Linked DNA regions of Sus scrofa: region 2 is linked to region 1. A link is a contact called in public Hi-C data. All regions are on one chromosome and are shown on one strand. The core of a region is the stretch at or near the end of the contact, and the rest is flanking DNA. Distances in the headings are between cores, read along the strand shown.

Region 1 (6,790 bases), core at 2,566-5,065:
AAAACCTGGTCTCTTCATAAAAGGATGAAAATAATTTCCCCCTTCATCTTCCTCTTTTTTCTTGAGGTTATTGGGAAGGCATGACCCAACAGTCTAACAGTGCACAAGTCTGAAATTCTCATCGAAGAATGACAGTGATGCTCCAGCCTTGGTCACCATGTCACACCAACCTTGATGAGTCCTGTCGTCTGTTAACAACCAAAGAAACATTTACCAAGAACCCATGCTCCTGGGCTGCTCTCCCCCAAAGGCACAGAGCTGCTCACTGCTCAGCTTTAAGCGAGCCAAATCCAACAAAACCCCAGGGATCTTTGGCTTAATCTTCTCACTGAACTCGTGCCAGCCTCGCACGGGCACCGCCAGGGCACCATCACCCAGCCTTAGGGGTTGGCAGCTTCTCCCACCCACTCCTTTGCACTTTCCCTGCTTGGGGGAAATGGCAAAGCGCCCCACCCCTCCCACCCACTGCACCTGGAGGCACCTTCAACTTGTGCAGCCTCAGCCCAGCTTGGGTAGTTTCCTCATCCACCTTACCTTTGCTTGGGTAAGTTAGCACCTTCACAGAATCCCCAGGAAGCACCTGCCTAATGGAGATGCTAGACAGTCTTGTCAACCAAAAACCCCATAACCAACAGGTGGAGAAGGGGAAACTCTGATGGACATTATTTCTATGATCTTTACACCGAAAGATTTGTTTTTCCAATCAAGTTCTTCGGTTGCTTGATCATTTCCATTTTATTTCGGATACCTCTTATGACTGTCCCCCTTCCTTTGTACGGATGCCACCGTTGTCCAGGACCTCATCAACACAGCCTGATATTACTAACCAGTCTTAAACCACCATTCTTTTCTTCCTCCTGACCGTCATAAGTCCCAGCAAAAGATCTTCCCCAAATGCTACTTTCGGCATATTCAACAATTCCTGCGCAAGAACCCTTGACACCTGTTGCTTGCAAGATAAAATTCAGACTCTGAAATCTGATATTCAAAGTCCTTTATAGTCTCTTACCCCTCCCCCACCAGGAGAAGTTGCAAAGGGAGCAGACATCCCTCCCCACATTCCCCCAGCTCTTCTATCATTACTGTATCAAAGTCCAAGACAAGAGACAAGACGTCCTTGAACTCTGAGGAAGAAACTTTACATTGGGCATATCTACCTAAGCTTCCGCTTCTGCCTTTGACATTCTCAAGTGCACTGAGGCACTAGCTGTGTGCAAACCAATATGGCTTCCCCGCTGTTGGATTCCTTCAGCTGACAGCTTATCTGTCGTCGTGAGAGACGTCACACACCTCGCTAGGAACCTCCAGGCACATGGGAGGAAGTGAGTAAAGTAAGGAGGCACAATAAATCCACATCAGCGGAAACACAAAACACATCCTGACACTTGTGGGACGATCCGTTCTGGTGGGAGCACCAGCGCTGGGGGCACAGAATGTGGATGATGGAAAGTGAGTCAGCCAGTAGCCCAACCCAGGGGAAATCTAACAAGAGGGTTTTTTGCCTTTAACAATAAAAAATGGCCAAGGAGGTAGAGAATGCTGAGGAATGGAAATCAAAATCCTCAGGAGGAATATGCACTCGTCTATTCTCTTGCTCTCCATCTAGACGAAAACATCAAGCTATTGTGTTCAAGTGCCAGGCATCTACCACTTTGGCCTAAAGAAAGGAAAACCACCTCCAAGATGTCCAGAACACAAACATTTGTAAAAATGAAACACTATGGCTTTTTCCTGAAGTCTTAAAAACAGCAGTTCACATCTTTCCTGCCCCGACCCTCCCATGAGGCCTTTCCCACATCTCTAGCCAATGCTGACCGTGGCCGTCTCTTACCAGGCAAACTCCTGACATCCCGAACTTTTAGGAACTAAGACTGGGAATGGCCATCGTCTCAACTTGTCCTCCTTCTCTCTCTCTTCTTTTACGCTCCCCCACTCATCCCCCAGCTCCCAGCCTAGAAACTGCTTGAGAAATACCAACATTGTCAGTGCATCTAAATTGAAATGCACTCATTACTGAATGAAAATTTGAAAATCCTCTTTCTTTTTTCTGTCCTTTATGTCCTCTATTCCTTTTTCTAGCAAACTTCATGCTTTCCAAACAACTTTTTTTTTCTTTTTTTGCAAGGGAACCTGTAATCACTTAACAAGCTTACTCCCCACACACATGTAGAGCTGATTCTTGGCTTGTGGTTAATAGAGTTGATGCTCTTTCTTCAACCTTTATTTAAAGATTTGAGGATTTAAATGGAAGCCCCTGGCTCGGTTTCCTTGCAAGTTCATCTTGCCTCTGCCTGTATGAATCCCCAGTGGCCCTTTCTCATTTACCTCCCCCAAATGTTTCAAGGTTGTCTTGCTTAATCCCTTCACTTCAACCCGACCCTGAATGACCACCTTTCTGCCTTAAGTCCTTTCCGAGATCATTAGCCTCCTTCACAAGTTAGGGACAAGCTTTGGTGTTGCCTACAGCCCACTTCCAAGAGAATATGAGCTTCTCTCCTAGGCATGTTTGTGATGCCACTGTAATTTTCTTATTACGTCTAGAGCTTATCAGTCTTCTCTCCTACACATTCTGGTCTTCAACCTCTTCTTCCCCATCCTGCCCGCCCCCTTACCCCCTCCGCCCCAAGAAATGAACTGGTTTACCCAGCAGGTTTAGTCTTGCTCTGGCCAGCTTATTGTTTCAGCGTGGTTATGAAGTGGCTGGGCTTGAATACACAGTTTATTAATTTCCAGGCATTCATGATGTCTCCCCGTTGAGTGTAGTGTGTGCAGATGGGCACGTGTGTGCCTATGGTAACTAATACTCTTGGAGTTTGCGGTCCGGCTGGTAACTAAAAAGATGGAGCCAAGGTTAATTTGTGTTACTAGAGAATCATAGTTTAGGAGGTGTCAGGAATGCTGGGCTCCAACTTTGGCATTTTACAGATTGGAAAACAGGTAGAGGAAGGTAAAAGGACTTGACCACGGACACAGAGCTAGACAATAGAGGGACTGAGGTCACAGCTCAGAGTTGTCATAGCCCAGTCCTCAGGGCCCTTGGGCTCATATATGGCCCTTCCCAAGGGCTCATGTACATGAAAATTCAGGATGTTCACATACGACTAAAATGCCTCACAGACCTATGAACCTGCTCATGCTGAGAAGATAGGCGGGTATTGAGCATGTAGCTTACAACCCAGAGACTGAGCTGTGGAAATTAGAGTAAAACTGCTATCATGACGTTAAAATACTATCCAGAGGGACCCCACTACTCATCCTGCCAGAGCTGCCCATCCCTCCTATTAGTACATTTTTTAAAGATGGATAGATATCCCAAAGCACCTTGGAGATCGTCATATGATTTCCCTTTAGTTCCATCCATACAAGTCATCCCTTAGTTTCATGAAAATAGCTTTTTCATACATTTTTGCACACACCGTCACACACACATGAAACATTGGCAGCAGGTACTTTTAATTTGCTGGAAAATATTTCTAAGAAGTCAAACAGCTTCAGCCCAATGAGCATGCCCTCCGATTGGCTAGCCAGGCCAGTTGCGGGACCTGATTGGTCCCTGATCCTGAAGCCCGATAAGAACGGCTATAAAATCCCTGGGTGCAGCTCTTGGGCCCCCAGTTTGCAAAAGCCAGAGGTGCAAGAAGCAGCGACTGCAGCAGGAGCAGCAGCAGCAGCCGAAGCGCCAGCAGAAGCGGCATCGACAGCAACAAAAAATCCTCATCAAATCCTCACCTAGGCTCTCAGTGTATCCAGATCCACATCTTCACGCAAGCCGGGCGAGGGAAAGAGGAAAGGGGGGGAGGAAAAAAAAAACCCAGTAACTTAGCGGAAACTTCTCAGAGAATGCTCCAAAACTCAGCAGTGCTTCTGGTGCTGGTGATCAGTGCTTCTGCAACCCATGAGGCGGAGCAGAATGATTCTGTGAGCCCCAGGAAATCCCGGTTGGCAGGTCAGAACTCAGGTAAGCGGCAAACCCAGGACCGGTTTCTCCCCCAAAGAGCTGTCCTCATTTGCCTCTCGTTTTTTGCAACTGTGTCTGTGACGGCTGATCTTGATAATAAATGTGCTTCATGCCTGATGGCAATAAACTGCCAGTGTAATCCAATAGCCTTAGGAAGTGGAGCTCCTTTGTTTAATAAATTGCATGCAACTAACGAAGAAGCTGGGCGCTCTGCTGAGGGTATTTCATTGCATAAGCCTAGCCTGATTGCCTGAAATCTGGCACGTACCCTCTTGGGGGGGAGGGGGCGGGGGAAAGGCTTGAATGTTGGCATGCTTCAAAGCGCTCTCTATACTTTCCAGAAGCTGAAGCTGATCTTAAGGTGAGACGTGATTTGTCTGATGCTGTCCCTCTTCTTTTACCTTTAAGATCCTGTAACTTGACTTACCGGCCCCTTCAGAGAACACACAGAAAGCTCCCTCTGCAGATTGATTTACAGAACCCTAGCCCTCCAGTCTGACAAATCCAGGGCAGATTCAGAGAAAACCCTACACATCCCACCCCTGCCACTTCTCCTTCTGTCCCTCCCTACTCTCTCCAGTTCCATTCAATCCCCATGCAGCCCAGTGGCCAGAGAGCCCCTGGAGGGGGCGGGGGGGGGGGGAGTATTCCTGAAATGTAGCAGCTCTTCCTCCAAGGGGGAGGTCTCGATCTAGTCCTGACTCCTGGTGCAGTTAATTGTGCATTATCTTGGCCTCTACAGGAAAAGAGTCCTTAGGGAGCCGGCATTGACACCTCTGCCTTTTGACTTGGCTTGTCCAGCTTGCTCCCCTTCCATCACTGCCCTCTCTGCCCCAACTGTCAGCAAAGATGGGATCGCAGGTGTCCAAATGCTGCAGACGCTGCTCCCCATGGAAGAGCACAGGTCCCCACCGAGCGAAGGGCTTTGCTTCACTTCCTTTTGTACTTAGTTGCTATAGAGATGCAGTGATTCACAATTCGAGCTTGCCTAAAACAATAGCAACCCTAATGCATATTAAAACTGCTTAAAGCAAAGTTATAATTTGAACCCTTGGAAATATATAATTAGGGAAATGACTTGTAACATCCCAGAGGCTTGCGGGTGGCTGGAGGGGGAGGGGCCGCCTTAACCGAACCGGGCTTTTGATCTCAGAGGAGAATCCTATGGTATGAAGGCTGCAGATCATTTCTTGCCGAGCTGCCTGCCAGAACACCCCCCTTCTGTAGGAGAGAAATTACTTTTATGGGAGATCTTATCCAGAATTGTAAAAAGCCTCGTGCAAGTTCTTTGCGGTTTTCTTCCAGTCTTGCACAGGGTTGCCTTGGCCTTGTTATTCTACACCTGTGTTTCTCTTCTTAAAAAAAAAAAAATGGCTTTTAATATGAGAGATTATGCATACCTCTAAGCACTGTCCTATAGAGGGGGGTTGGGATGAAACATAAAACACAGGATTTCTTTCTGCCAATAGGGAGGTAAGTTAAAAGCCTGAAATCAGAAGGGTCTCCGAGTGGACTCCTGGCAAATTCTTCTTTGCCATTTGGACTAAAATTCCATCCTTATTACTCTGGAGTGTATTTGTCAGAAGCCAAATGGACTCCCTGGTCCTTCCTCCTCCTAAACTTGACCACCCACCTCTGCCTTCTGCCTGCCCAGAATTTCAGGCTTGAAGCGATGCCCTTTGATTCCACAGACCCGGCGTCCAGCACTGTGCATGCCACAGACTCCAACCTTGCTTCTCCAGCCACCAAAACTGTATGTGATGGTGAGGACCAGGTGAATGGATCGCCATAGGAACACGCATTCCCTCTCCTCCAGATGCTCTGGTTCTTATGAGCAAAAGGGATTTTCCTGTCCCCTCCCGTGCTCACCCCCACCCCGCTCTGAATGGCTCTAGCTCCATCGTAGACCTCTCGAAGAAGTTCCTCTGACCCCTTGTCCTTGAATTTTGCCACCACATCAACTTGACCCCTCCCAGCCGTCCCCACTGTTTGACCCAGATTGGATGGATTTGTCTCTTGCAGTTGAAATGGTTCGCTGCCTCAACAGCGCTCTGCAGGTTGGCTGTGGAGCTTTTGCCTGCCTGGAAAACTCCACCTGTGACACAGATGGGATGTACGACATCTGTAAATCCTTCTTGTACAGCGCTGCTAAATTTGACACTCAGGTAATAAGACCTTGACCCCTGCTCCCATGGGCTGCTTATCTTTAACAGTGTGTCAGACAATTGTTCTCAGGAACCAGTCTTGTAGGGAACCAGCTCTGCCTCTCAGCCTCCCCACTCTAAACAGTCATCGCCAATGTGTACACACACACACACACACACACACACACACACACACACACACACGCGGTTTGGGCCAGGAAATAGGTTCTATATAAGCCACTCTCCACCCACTCTAATGCACAATTGTCACACGCAGATAGAGGCTGTCATTTAAGGGAAGGGAGATAAGCAGAAAATCTTTGCCTCTTCCACAGGAAATAAAAATGTGCTTCTAACAAAGAAGTTCTTCTCCCCATATGACCTAGCATGCTAGCTTGTGATTTGAGTTATCGCATCTCCATCCCAAACATCCAAAGCCATATTAAGGCTATTTTTAGGCTGAAGGGTGGTTGATTATGGACCATCTCTTTTTCTCCTCTCCTTTCTTTTCTATAGAGCTCAATTCTCAAGGTAGTCTGAGCGAGGAGGGACTTTTTTTTTTTTTATCCCGGTGGCAGCGTCCAATTTGTTCATTGCAAGGACGTGCAGATGGCCTTGAGATAGTGCCAAAGCGAGCCCCTTTAAGTTCCACCTATTCTATGCCCTGCCCTCTCTTGTCAGCTCAAGC
Region 2 (6,790 bases), core at 2,990-5,489, 340 kb before region 1:
AGCAGAGAACTTTTGAAACTTAGATTAAGGATGTGTACCATTATGGCTTTCATTTGATTCTGCCATGTTTCACAGAATATTGTAACCCCCAACTTTTTTCTATCCTAACTTCTTTTCGACACAAAGATTCTCACACCTAATAAAAATCAGTTCCCAAAACAAATGAAGAAAAATCTGTGGTTATAAATTCATAGGAAAACTTTATTTTTCTATTCCAACTATAGATTGAATTACCAAAGAGGCCGTAATACTTATGGGGGCACTTTTTCTAGCTCATGGTTTACCTGAGATTTTTGCACTTGAAACAAGAATGTCACAATTACATATTTTTGCTTTGTGTGGATTCCAAAGCTCATCTCCTGACCTTTTGTAGGCATAGGTTCAATTCTCTCGTGGGGGGGGGTGAAATTTCTGTTTGCACATTAACTCCCCTAAATTCTTTTCTTTTTTCCTTCCTTTCTCCTCCCTCTCTCCTTTCTTTCCACCCTCTCCCCATCTTCTCCCACCATCTCTTCCTTTCTTGTTTAGGTAATACATTCATGTGGTATAAATTTTGAAAATAAAAAAGGGACTACTATAAAAAAAGTCACACCCACCCAGAGCCCCCCATGTCTTGGTCCCTCATCAAGGGCAATCCCTATTAACAGTTTCTTGTGTATCCTTCCAAGAATATTCTATGTATACTCTTGTTTGTTTGTTTTCCATCAGTATGTCACCACATGATATATAGTCTTTTATACCGATTTTTCTTATAAAAGCATATACTTTTGGAGGGCATTCCTTCTTTGTATATAAGGAGCTTTAAATGTTCTTCCCAGCAGGGTCATGTACATAATGTCTGCTCTTGATGCTTTTAATCTTTTGCTTTTACAATGCACTGCAATGAGAACCTTATATATAATCACTTTTATTCACCTGTGAGCATACTGTAGGCTAATTGTGGAAGTGAAATTCTGATTCAAAGTGTATATGCTATATTTATAAAATATATAGACAGTATATATTTAAAAGTTTGTGTATATGCCTGTATAAAAAAGAAATGCAAGAAAATGCATATTTTTCCATACTCTCACAAACATAGTGTGTTAATAGATTTCAATCTCTACCTAAGTAAAAATTAAGTTTAATTGGGGTTTTCATTTTCTTTTATCTTATTATGAACAAAATTACACTTTAATGAGTAAGTTCAAAAGGATATGGTATTTCCTTTTCTGTAAACTTTGTATTTATATTATTTGGCCATTTTTGTGGTGGTCATGAAACATTTATTGAATCAGAGCAGCTAATCTTCTATTATGTGTGTATATCAAGTAATAATATTAATGCACTCAGATGCATTCTCAATGCCGCTGTTACAGCAATTTATATAAATAGGAAGTCAATTTATGCTGCTGACCTATTTAAACCCCCTATTGAATTTTTATCAACAAAAATCAACTCAAACACCACACAATGATACTACAAAGCTCTATAGTTGCTGGACCTATTTATCTGTTAATTCTCAGCTTTAGTCATCAACTACTTTACACTGACCACTCCTGCAACCCTAAATTGCTTCAGACACCACAGAGCTTTCCCATTGCTGTGTCCTACTAGTCCTAAAATCACAGCTCTCAGTCCTTGTTTCAGTTACCAATCTCTTGTCCTCTATCTTTCCATGCTCACATCCTTTTCTGAGTTAACATCTGCTGATCTTTTATAATGAACTTAGCAGTAACCTCCCCTGGCTTCTTAAGTGCCTCTCTTCTATATACTCAAATCACCTATTGTAGTAATTAAAATTACCTGACTGTGCGACTGCTTTTCCATTGGGCTGAGAACTTACTGTCAAGGACTCTATTCTATTAATATTTGAGTTTTTAGAGCAAAGCGTGTGTCTCACACACAACAGGTACTCAATAGCATTTATTAAATAAATAAATGCACTCATCAAAGAAACAAGGGTAAATTTCTCCACAATTAAAGAATTGGAAACAGTGTGGGAGGACAAGATGGATGCAATGACGCTCTCTTTTTTTCCTAACCTCCCTGCATTGCAGCAAATACACTGCTGTACAGGTGTATTTGTCTTGAGTGTGGCTATAATCAAGAAGCAGTGGATATTCTGTAATAACCTATAAGGAAAAAGAATCTGGAAAAGAATGGGTATTGCATATGTATAACTAAATCACTTTGCTGTATACCTGAAACTATGACAACATTGTAAATCAGCTAACTTCTAATATAAAATAAAAATTAAACTTAAAACATCCTTGCCCTCACCCAAAAAGAAGCAGAAGAGATGACAGCTCTGAAAAGGGGGATGTATATGCATTACTCTGTGTCTGTGTGTGTGTGTGTGTGTGTGTGTGTGTGTGTGTTTACAAGTGGTCATTGAGAGGGCAGAGCATACACATAAGATTAAACATCTGTAGTTTAAAAATGTATAAAATTAATTGTTTTAGGAGTTCCCGTCGTGGCGCAGTGGTTAACAAATCCGACTAGGAACCATGAGGTTGCAGGTTCGATCCCTGCCCTTGCTCAGTGGGTTAAGGATCCGGCGTTGCGTGAGCTGTGGCGTAGGTTGCAGACACGGCTTGGATCCCGCGTTGCTGTGACTCTGGTATAGGCTGGTGGCTACGGCTCTGATTAGCCCCCTAGCCTGGGAACCTCCATATGCTGTGGGAGTGGCCCAAGAAATGCCAAAAAGACAAAAAATAAATAAATAAAATAAAATAAAATAAATTGTTTTAGAGGGTGACGAAGTATTATCAGAGCCTGAGAGGATTTGTACCTCTCCAAAAATGAAGAATATTCTCGTTTGAGATGAACTAGTCTAATAACTGCTGATGATAATCACCGTCACGGCAATAATGGAATTGCTATTTTAAACAGTCCTTTTTTTAAAAGTTTTTTTCCATTGTTGAGATGATTCAGCTGTTTCGAAAACAAAACAAAGTACAAATGAGTGGGTGAGTATTCCATGAAAGCCCTGCTCAAATGATTAAGGCCCTGGCTCTCTCAATTATTGCCAGCATTATACACGCTGCCTTCATAAATACTGTTTTGAACAGTCAGCCAGCACAATATTGAAGGGCTGTTTGGGCTTTTTACTTGGGCTGAGGGCCCCAGAAAACTGCAATAATTTTCGGAATCAGAATGTTCCTTTCTCCGTGCACTATTATCATTCATGGTTATAGCAAAGGAAGAAGATATTTATAACAGGCCAGGCCTGAATCTTCTCTCTTTAGGTTATCTGATCTCACTGAGCCCTTGTTGAAAGCAGATCAGAGGAAAAAGAAAGAAGAGGGTCCCTAAGGCCATAGTAATGGCTAATTTCCTACATTAAAGACAAAATACCTTTCTAAATCCTAGCCTCAGTAATCAACCCTTTTAGGTAGCAATCTGCTTATAAGAGACAGAAACAATTTTTAAAAACTTAAAGAGGAAAAAAATGTGGGTGAGAGAGGTTTTGTTTTGCTCGTTTTGTTTGACGAGTACTGGGGGGTGGGGGCTTATCTACTCAAAGAGTTAAACATCCCATCTCAGAAAACAGGCACTAAAGCAGTTCGGGTCCTTAGGCAAAGAAACCCAGAATCCAATGTTGTCAGCTCTCTCTTCCTTTTCCATCTCTGGTCTTGCCTAGTTGTTTTACTCTTTCTTATTATAATCCAGTGTCTTCACACAGTGGGAGCTTTTGACTCTAACAGCAGTGGGTTCACAACCTCACAGCTTCAGACCAGAGATAAGAGAGTTCCTTCTCTACAGCTCCAGTTAAAAATATTCTGGAAAGGAATCCAATTAGCCAGGCTCAGCTTGAGCCACCTGCCCACCACTTGGATAAGTCACTCTGACTCAGGCTGGGAAGAACTACTCTGATTGTCCCCAACTAAAACTGTGCCCTCTCCTTTGACTGTCACTGAACTTTGGTGAAAACTGCTCTCAAGGAGTATGGAGAGGTTCCATGAGGACTACGGGTGGGAGGCAGAGAAGACGGTACTATTAACAGCAGAAAAAGGGAGGGATGTAGGTAGAGAAAAAAAAAAAAAAAGAAAGAAAAAGAAAAAACCAAGCACATCGACCTCAGGAATCACCAGCACAACATTGCTTTTATGGGACAGTATGTTCTCAGTTCTAACAGTTCTCCTGATAAATGAACTTTGTGAACTTACAAGCTGGGGACCGCCTATATCTGAAAAATTACTCAAGGCGAAAAAAGACAATGGTGTGGGAGAAAGTGCATCATGTCAGTTATCATCTGTTTTCCCCTTGAAGAACAGGCGTGGCTTTCCTTTGGGTTTTGGGTCGTTCTAACGAGGTTGCTTCCTTAGTTGATAGGCCAAAGCCATTGACCTTGAGGTCAAAGCCCCAAATCAGTCTGATTGTCAGCGCATGTACTACAATCTCCTCTATCCTCTGAGGATTAAATAAGGGAACACTTTACTTTTAATAGAGCATAAAACATATAGATTATCTTGTTCAAGTTCATGTTTATTACCTATATCAAAGTTTAAAATAATACCATACAAAACAAATCATAATACATGTACTCTCTGTATTTTATTCTAAAAATCCTGCCTTAAGTTCACATTAGAATACTCTGTATGATGGTATTTTATAGTAATTATCCTTATACTACATAAATAAATTTTTGTTAGACAACTGCTATGTAAAAACAGGTGTACATTGTATTTATTTTATATAAATGCCAAAATAATATGAATACATTTCAAAAGCCATGCTATGCTTACTTGGCCATATAACTCTGCCCTAGGGCATCTGAGTAACTCATCAGTCCTGAAGAAAAACCTATAGGAATACAGTGTAGGGAAAGTTACCCAGAGATTTTTGGCAGAGAACACTGGAAAGATTTTTTAAAAGTCATTCCTTGGAATTATTTTACAAATGTTAAAAAAAATAATAAATAAAGAATTGGAACATGGAAAGCTTCCAAAAGTGCAAAATGCAAAATCCAGCAATCAAAACCGAAATATGGTTCATAACAGCAACCAAATTCCCAACAACTTCCTAAGGAAAAGCTCACAGAAAAAAAAAAAAAAAAAAAAGTGACTTCTCTTTGTAAAATAAAAATGCTCCTTCTTCTATGCTTTTTTTCCCTTTCTTTCCCTTGGAAGAATGTAAGATTTCATAACAACAGACATGCAGCTTGCTTTTGATTGAGTCACTTTATGCAAAATTTTTTTTTTTTCGTTTTTGGCTGCCCTGCGGCATATGGAGTTCCTGGGCCTGGGATCAGATCTGAGCCACAGTCACGACCTGAGCCAATGTTGCGGCCACACTGGATCCTTAACCCACTGTGCCAGGCCAGGGATCTAACCTGTGTCCCACCGCTCCCAAGGCACTGCCCATCCTTTTGCCCCACGGTGGGAACTCCACAAATGTCTGACTATGCCAAAAAAGAGAAGTGAGAAAGAAAATATTCTTCTTATGGCTGCCTGGCATTCTTCATGTACTCATGTAGCATCTGAGGCGAGGGCATGGTCCTAGGAAGTTGTCACGTTCTGTAATTTACCCATAACCATTCACTTTCACAGCCACTGAACTAAAGAGTTTTGCACTGGGGACAATTTTAGTTGGATAAGTTTAATAGTTCAACCCATCCCATTGGCAGAGATGGAGTATTTATTTATTTTTATTTTTGCTATTTTAGGGCTGCAGCTGTGGCCTGTTCCACAGCCACAACGTCCTTAACCCATTGAGCGAGGCCAGGGATCAAACCCGCATCCTCATGGACACTGTGTCGGGTTCTTAACCTGCTGAGCCACAATGAGAACGCCTGTTAGATGACTCTTTAAATAGCTCTTAGAGTAGCACTCTGCCAAGAAGTAATTTAGGGACCAGTCCTCTTCCATATTGTGGCTTTATTATCTTGGAGTCCTTCATTTTTGGCTCCACAGGGAGAGAGATAGCAAGAAAGAGCTTGTAGAATGATTTGGGAGCCAGATCTGAAAACAGCTTATATTATTTTTGACTACATTCCATAGGCAAAAACTCCATGCTATCCACAGAATGGATAACCTACACTTCAGAAAATTCGTGAATAAAGTGAATTTTCTAAATGTAGGAAATGAAATGTAGGGTGAACTGAAATGTCGCACACACAACGTTATAGCATTATCTTTGCCTCTATATATATAATGAATATAAAATTAAATATAAAATGAATGGGGTTAAATGAGTTTTGCATTTCCCTCCAAGGGGCTGTAGTTTAGTGGAAAAACTAAAGAGGAAATACAGAGTAAGATGCGAGGAGGCAGAAGTGAGTCAAAGTTGCAAAGAGCAGCATAACACACTAGACTGTGAAACCTCAGGGAGCAAGAACCATGTGTGATATTCCTTATAATTTCCCACACATTTGCATGCAATTACTTCACACTTATTAATGTTTGCTATCCATGATGCTGGGAGCTGATAGGTGAAGGTAGGTTGAAACTGGGGAAGAGAGCAAAATCAAGGTTGAGTATTCTTTTTTTTTAATTGAAGTATAGTTAATTTACAATGTTGTGTTAGTTTCAAGTGTACAGCCAAGTAATTCCATTATACATACTTACATAAATATGTATACGTATGTTTTTCAGGTTATTTTCCATCATAGGTTATTACAAGATATTGAATATACTTCCATCCCTGTGCTATACAGTAGGTCTTTGTTGTTTATCTATTTTATGTATAGTTGTGTGTATATTTTAATCCCAAACTCCTAATTTAGCTCTCCCCCTTCAATAACTGTAAGTTTATTTCCTATGTCTGTGAGCCTATTTCTGTTTTGCAAATAAGTCCATTTGTATCA

Evidence for each region. Hi-C and Micro-C count contacts between places; a contact is called where the count stands out from the background.
Region 2: a contact with region 1 is called in a Hi-C map of subcutaneous adipose tissue, with 2.3 times the contacts expected there. The contact joins the enhancer-like site here to the promoter of STC1 in region 1. A contact is called at or near these places in 12 of 47 Hi-C or Micro-C datasets (alveolar macrophages, embryonic fibroblasts, fetal skeletal muscle and 6 more) and 1 of 2 datasets of contacts at active chromatin or transcription factors (skeletal muscle).

Annotation. Positions count from the first base shown.
Region 1 is chr14:7,958,390-7,965,179 of Sscrofa11.1, reverse strand. It overlaps STC1 (stanniocalcin 1), which reads left to right and starts at 3,815. Exons shown (of 4, transcript NM_001103212.1): 1 at 3,815-3,958; 2 at 5,981-6,123. The coding sequence starts at 3,841.
Region 2 is chr14:8,295,335-8,302,124 of Sscrofa11.1, reverse strand. No RefSeq gene overlaps it. Among named protein-coding and RNA genes, the nearest start is that of ADAM28, 76 kb to the left of the region's middle. Within about 2 kb of position 4,239, at least 7 of the 83 cell types and tissues checked have an H3K27ac peak or open chromatin away from gene starts, as enhancers often do. A contact at or near this core is called in subcutaneous adipose tissue, where this site is marked.